2 separate regions of the Mus musculus genome follow, and region 2 is linked to region 1. The links are chromatin contacts, called in public Hi-C maps. All regions are on one chromosome and are shown on one strand. Each heading gives the region's core, a stretch centred on a gene start, on an enhancer-like site or on the middle of the called end of the contact. The rest is flanking DNA. Distances are from core to core; before and after follow the strand shown. Region 1 overlaps Ptprj (protein tyrosine phosphatase, receptor type, J). Region 2 overlaps Gm39871 (a long non-coding RNA gene).

Region 1 (3,536 bases), core at 1,025-3,524:
GTTTCAAGCAGTTTGGTGGGTAGGTAAACTATGAGGCAATCATTGGCTCTGGTAAAATGAGGGCCTCTATGGGCTTTTTGATAAATATAGGCATTTTTCTTGGTGCCACACTGTAATTCAACAAGTAGACCATTAGCTGTGTTGTGAAAGCCAAGACTGTATCTATGAGCTTTTCATATGAAAATCCATCCTTCTCTGTATCTCTTGCACCTTGAGTTTGGTAACTGATAAATTTACAACTGCTTATATTTATAGTGTATCTGCTCCACTCTGAAACAGCTCTTTACCCTACAAGACTTTGTCATCAAGCATTGGTTGCTTGGAAAATACCAGTTCACCAAGATTCATGTTGGAGAGATTAAGAAGAAACAAACAACAAATTACTATCATTCTGAAAATACTTAGGATCTTGCAGGCTCCCAAAAGGGTCTCAGGAACCTGCAAGTTTCCCAGAACCACCCTTACAGAACCACTTATGCCTGTTGAATGTAAATGCCCATTTGTTCATCCCACCAAGATGCCACTCTAGGTTGGATGCCAGGAGTTCAGCAGTGACTAAAGCAAAGAGGGCTCTCAAACAGAAACCAACTGCACACAAACAAATAAGTAGATGTACTCTTCCACATCAGGTGCTGAGTGGAAAAAAACCAAACACTGTTATCGGGCATTTGCACACAGGAGGTGTGGTTTCCTGGGAACCCAAATCAGCCAACCTGAGCCTTGCTATTTCAAAACTTTCACCATGAAATATGGATTTTTTTTTATTTTTATTACCAAAATGCTGTGGAGTTGGGGGTAGAGCAGGGTGAACTGCCCCTAAGAGAGCTGCCAGTGCTCACTACTGAGGCTGCATCCCCATCCAGTGCTGTAAGAGATGTAAGCCTCAGAGGTCTCCTCACTCAGAGGCTGTCAACCCCCAGGGCCAAGCACTCCCCCTCCATCCTCCCCCTCTCACCTCTGCAACCCATGCACTGCAGAGAAGGCTCATACGCACTGGCTGGCAGACACGCCACAAGAAGGCTACTGCTTACCTACTTCACAGATGAGGAAACTAAACTTCAACAAACTTAAAATTCCCAGTCACTGGGAGGCTGAGGATCATGAGTTCAAGGATCGCCTCAGCTACAGGGTAAAGTTCAATAAAAGAAAGAAAGAAAGAAAGAAAGAAAGAAAGAAAGAAGAGAAGAGAAGAGAAGAGAAGAGAAGAGAAGAGAAGAGAAGAGAAGAGAAGAGAAGAGAAGAGAAGAGAAAGAAACACACGGTTTACTCTAGCACACAGACTTTTATCCTTGTCTTGGCCTTTAGTATTTCTCCATGTAAAGAGAAGAAAAGGCAAGAAAAAAAAAGGCCAATAAAAGGGGCTGGGGTCTACAGCTCAGTGGCAGAGCTCTTGCTAAGTATGTCTGGCTTAGGTTCAATCCTCAGCACTACAAAGAGGAGGAGGAAGTACAGCAGGAAGAGATCAAGAAGGAAAAGGGGGAAATGGATGCGATGTTGAAAGCCCCTGCTCCTCATACACCCTATGCATCATGCCAAGCCCATCAAAGAGCAAAGAAAGAAATGGGGCTGGCACTTGGCAATCACTGCTCTTTGGAGCTCTAAGCTCTATAATTATTTATGGAAACCCTACTGTGGCTGGAACAGATCTAAGGAGTAAGGGGGAAAAAATGACCAAGTTCTCAGCTTCTTGTGCTGCTGTTCTCACCAGCACCCATACCATGACGAGCCATGTGTGCCCAGAAAGGGTTAACTCTAAAAGTCCATCTGCAGTCTCTGGCTAACACACAGCCCTGGACTTAGTCAGAACACCGGCCTGCAAACATCCCTTCCTGAAGATCAACACTATCACTCTGTCCCTTTAAATCACCCATTTGACAGATGGAAAAGTAAGCCTGGGGCACAGAAAAGCCACACCTCCCAGATCTCCTCATGAGTCAGTGACAGGAGACACCAGCAATCTTGTCTTTCCTCTGAAGCCCTGACAGCCACCCAGCCCCATCCTCTCATCCCAGGAGCCTCCTGAACAGCAGCCATGCATTTGTGGTCACCAACCAACACACAAGCCAGTAGGGAAAGTTACTATTTAGAGAGGAAACTGCATATATAGCAACAGCCTGAGCAGCCACCCAAAGCACATCCAGTCCTGAAACCTTGGCCAACCCCAAGCCCCACATGGCACTTCCTCTCCTCCCCATTCGCTGTGCCAACTCGGTTCCCACCAAGGTTTACAAAGAAGTGGAAGCTCCCTTCTGCCTGACTGGCCAGTGCAGTCCACTGACTCAGAGTGTTCTGGGCACCTCGGAGAAGACACTGTTCATTTCCCCTGGGCTGAGAACTGGCCCACATCCGGACCTGACGCCAGCAGGAGGGGGCGCTTGGCCACTGAGCATGAGCAGATGAATGGAGAGCTATTTTTAATGTTCTGTTCCTGCCTCTACTCCAGAAGGCTTGGCACCTGTGCCAGAGTTGCTGTAAGTATGGTGTACGGACCACCCGCACCCAGAAACACACCTGGGCATGAACATTCAGATGCTGGGGTCCCAAAGAGTCAAAAGAGTGAATTTGTAACGAGCTCCTTAGGCAATTTTTTTTTCCCCAGAACAGTTTGAGAATCTGGGTCTATATTTATTCACCACATCCATTCATCCAACGTTTACTGCAAGTCTTCCACATAATGAAGCAGACATACAAAAATAAATGTCACTTGCTCATCACCTTCAGGCCTAGAGAAGACAACACAGTGTAAAGAGCTAGAAATCACCAGGACTCAACAATAGGAGAGACTAAGTTGCCTCTAGAGCTAGGATAGCTTTACCACAGAGAGGAGCTCAGAGCTGAGACCAAGAACAATCGCTCCTTCCCTTGGCTGACTTTAGCACTGCCTTTGGCTTGGTCCTCATCTAACCTACTGACCTCCTAATTTCTCACAGGTGCGCATACATGTTTGATGGGTGCATAGAAAACAAGAATTTGGGGTTCAATGGTAGAATGCACAGGTAAATCCTGGATTAGATTCCCAGAAACTAACTAACACTCTCTCTCTCTCTCTCTCTCTCTCTCTCTCTCTCTCTCTCTCTCTCTCTCTCTGTGTGTGTGTGTGTGTGTGTGTGTGTGTGTGTGTGTGTGTGTATAATTAAAGCCTGAAACTGATTCCACATAGGAACTAGCAGGTAAGTGTGTCCATCTTACGCCTCTAGTTCCTCTCCTGCACGAGAGGCTGCCTCTTTAAAATCTCTTCTACAGTGAGGCTCTGCTTTTCTACGGGCTGTAAGAAGTACAGTCTGGGGCTGATGAGATGCTTTCCTCTGACCATGGCATTGGGGATGCTTGATCAGGACACCCACACTCAGTGACGGCCATGCCTTGTCCTGATTAGACCTCACAATATACCTTGCTTCATCTTTGTGTCTTTCCCCAAAGAATCAGAATCTCTGGATACGGATCCCCAGAGGCAGGCATGAGACAGGAGGGAAGCTGACCTCCCAGCCTTCTCCTTACTCAGGGCTCTCAGTCAATCCCCCTAAAGGCAGTGAAGA
Region 2 (3,540 bases), core at 246-2,745, 150 kb after region 1:
TTCTCTATGTGTAGCTCAGGCTGGCCTTGAATTTGTGGAAGTTCTCCTATCTCAGCCTCCCTAGTGCTGGGATGGCACGCTTGTGCAAACCTTATTCATCCATCTAGTAAAATCCACTAAACTGCTCGGATACAAGGTAGGTAAGGTGGCCCTAGGGGAGTTGAAGATGCTGAGAGAGATCGAGACTGTCTCCAATGCATGAAATGTTGCTCAAGGTGCAAGCCAGGTACTGAAGTCTCAGAAGAGGAAGCAATGGACTGGGGTTTGAAGGACTGGGACTTCTAAAACAAGACCTTAGTTAGGTGTGGTGCTGCATGCCTTTAATCTCAGCAGTCTGGAGGCAGAGACAGGGAGGTCTCTATGAGTTCAAGGCCAGCCTAATCTACACAGTGAGTTCCAGGACAGTCAGGGCTATAGAGAGATACTCTGTCTCAAACAAACAAGCAAACAAATAAATAAGTAAAATTTTTACAAAGGCTTTGGCAAATATTGCATGAACACCTGCCCTCTACCAAAATCATCTGCTTTGCTTTTTCTCTCTTCCTCTCTCTTTCTCTCTCTCTCTTTCTCTCTCTCTCTCTCTCTCTCTTTCTTTTTTAGTGAGGAGGGAATGACACAGGGTTTCTCTCTGTAGCTCTGGTTGTCCTGGAACTCACTATGTAGACTAGGCTGGCCTTGAACTCAGTGATCTGCCTGCCTCTGGCTCCCAAGTGCTGGTTTAAAGGCGTGTGTCATTACATCCAGCTTCAAACTTTTTTCTTGAATAGATGCTCAGATTTTCCTCATATGATTATGAAGCCAGGCACAAACTGAGCCGGCATAGCCTACTTGGAGCTTTTGTCATGTTAGAAAAGGCATCCTTCCTTCTAGTCACTAGAGGCCACTGACTTGGTGAGTCAGGTTGGGGTTTAGCATGTTCACAGTCCCGCTTACCCCATATGCTAACCTTTGTTCTGTGAACAACCTGTTCAACACTGTGGCAGTCCTGAGCACATGGAAGGAAATACTAAGGTTTAATCCCTGCCCTTGAACAGTTTACCAGGCAACAAAGGAAATACACAAATATATGTGATATCATGTAAAAAATACATGATGAAAGTATGTTTAAGTGTTATAGGGGAAAAAAGCATGAAAGGAAGATGCGATCTAAGAGAAAGGAAGAGAACGCCTTGAGCCAAAAAGGGACAAGGAGCCTCTGCCACTACCCAGTGGGGTCCTAAACCTTACAGGCTCATCAGAACATTTTTGAGAGAACTGGAAAAATTACAGACTCCTGTCCTCTATCCGCTATCAGGGGAAGTCTGAGGCGGGGTCAGAAATCTGTACGGTAAAGAAAAGATTTTGATGATTTGTTGGCTTAGAGCCATGGGTGTGAATAAAGCCCAGACCCAGCCTCCACTCACCTGGCACCTACTTTTCTCTTGATGAAGTAGCCCTGCTTAGTATACTCTCCCTAGAATAAAAAAGGAAATGAAAGTCTTGGGGCCACTAGAGTTGGCTGTGCAGTGAACTTTCAGTTCTGCTCAAGAAAGGCAAAAGCCTCCTGAGACCTGTGGTGGCAAACACAGCGAGAACAAGTCTACAAAGGGTTGTGAGAGTGCTTCCCTCCTGCTGGTGCAGTTACTGGAGCACATAGGCAGCCCTGCCTGGGCGGCGGACTGAGAGCAGGAATCCCAGTGACAAATCCTCAGAGTAAATTGGTCTGGTATCTGTATTGTCCACATCCACTAAAGGGCCTTTCCTGACTTCCTTGGCCATGAGTTATTGATTGATTGATTGATCGATTGATTGATGGCTTTTTATTTGTGTGAATTCGGTGCTGAGCTACAGGGCTGAAAGCTGGAATGTGTTCCTAAAGTACTTAGGCTTATACACACACATGAATGAATGTATGAACATGCATCAGAAAGATCCACCAAGTCTTCCCATCCATGAACACGAGCTATAAGTCAACCAGACCAAAAGCCTTCTTTGGAATAGGTCAATAAAATTAACAAGCTTCTTATCAGGTTAAGCCATGACAGAAAGAGGTGGGGGGACCAATTACCATCATTAGAAATGAAAGGTAAGACATCACTACAGATCTTCACTGACATTAAAAAGTAATAAAATATCATGGAGCAGATGGCATGCTCATTATCCTGCCTGCTGCACCATAATGGTGTACTCAATAAATTATGAAATTAAAAAAAGAAAAGGGAAGGAAGGAAGGAAGGAAGGAAGGAAGGAAGGAAGGAAGGGAGGAAGGAAGGAACGAAGGGAGGAAGGAACAAAGGGAGGGAGGGAGATCTAGAGAAGAAAAGAGAAAGATTAGAAAGTTAAAGTAGGAGGACCTTGGGTGCAAGACTAGAGAGACTGAGAGATAGATGAGTTAGAGCATTTATTGCTCTTGTAAAGACCTGGGTTTAGTTCCAAGGACCCACTTGGTAACTTACAACCATCTATAACTCCAACTCTAGGAGATCTGACCTCTGAGGGTACCAGGAACACACATGGAATACATACATACATACATACATACATACAGACAGACAGACCAAATATCCATGCACAAAAAAAAATAATAATAAAATAAGTCTAAACAAAACAAAACTACTAGCCCAGGCTACCTTATTTTTTAAAAAATCAGGGGTGCTAACATAAATGGCAATGTGGGGTTTAAATTTTATGTATTTATTATTTACTTGTGTATCTGTGTGTGTGTGTGTGTGTGTGTGTGTGAGAGAGAGAGAGGGGGGGAGGGAGGGAGAGAGGAAACTGTGGGAATTAGTTGTGGGGGTTTGGAGATCAAACTTGGGACATCAGATTTGGTAGCAAGTGCCTTTCCCTACTGAGTCATCTTGCCAGCCAAGCAATGCATTTTGTTTTGTTTTGTTTTGTTTTTCAAACTCTGCTTGTTTGTTGCTGGCATATATGAAAGCGATTGACTTGGAAACATTAGCCTCTATCCTTATTGCTATCATCACTTAGTTAAGGATACCGTTCAGGTATTCTAATTTTCTTCTGCTAAGTGTTAGTTTGGATATCGCCTCCCCTGCCTTACTAGTTGTCTATCTTCTGCTTTGTTGTATTTAAGACAGAGCTTCCTTCATGTTGCCTAGACTGGTCTTGAACTTATTAGGTAGCTGAGAATGACCTTGAACTCCTGATTCTCCCACCTCTATCTCCCAAGTGTTGGAAGTGCTGGGGTGCTAGGTTGGAGCCCTCGTACCCAACAGAGTAGAGTTTCCCAGCTGGGATCCATGGATTCTCTTGAGTTCTCAGTCTTCAATAGGTGTGTAAGCCTCTTAGAACTGTATTACATTTTGTGGGTGTGATAAGTTTATCTATTTCATTAAAGCCTCAAAGAGATCCCCAGTACAAACAGGATTAAAAATAATTAATACATCCTTTAGCCAGGACAGGACTGTTTTTAGATTTCCTACCCCACCCCCACCCCCTGACCTAAAGAGAAAACCAGATACAAGAAAGGTATGCGGTAGTTCCTAGCGGGAAATAATAATAACAGTAATACTTCAGTAATTACTTTTTTCCTCTTTG

The links. A called contact is a pair of places that touch in the nucleus more often than the background predicts.
Region 2: a Hi-C map of bone marrow-derived macrophages shows a contact between it and region 1, with 36 read pairs. The contact joins two enhancer-like sites. A contact is called at or near these places in 3 of 484 Hi-C or Micro-C datasets (the HPC-7 cell line, bone marrow-derived macrophages and nephron progenitors) and 8 of 115 datasets of contacts at active chromatin or transcription factors (acute myeloid leukemia, bone marrow-derived macrophages, embryonic limb bud and 5 more).

Annotation. Positions count from the first base shown.
Region 1 is chr2:90,502,722-90,506,257 of GRCm38.p6, forward strand. The region is part of intron 1 of Ptprj (protein tyrosine phosphatase, receptor type, J); the gene reads right to left. Among named protein-coding and RNA genes, the nearest start is that of Ptprj, 76 kb to the right of the region's middle. Within about 2 kb of position 2,275, at least 180 of the 459 cell types and tissues checked have an H3K27ac peak or open chromatin away from gene starts, as enhancers often do. A contact at or near this core is called in bone marrow-derived macrophages and microglia, where this site is marked.
Region 2 is chr2:90,648,641-90,652,180 of GRCm38.p6, forward strand. All of the region lies in intron 1 of Gm39871 (a long non-coding RNA gene), which reads right to left. Among named protein-coding and RNA genes, the nearest start is that of Gm39871, 20 kb to the right of the region's middle. Within about 2 kb of position 1,496, at least 57 of the 459 cell types and tissues checked have an H3K27ac peak or open chromatin away from gene starts, as enhancers often do. A contact at or near this core is called in bone marrow-derived macrophages and microglia, where this site is marked.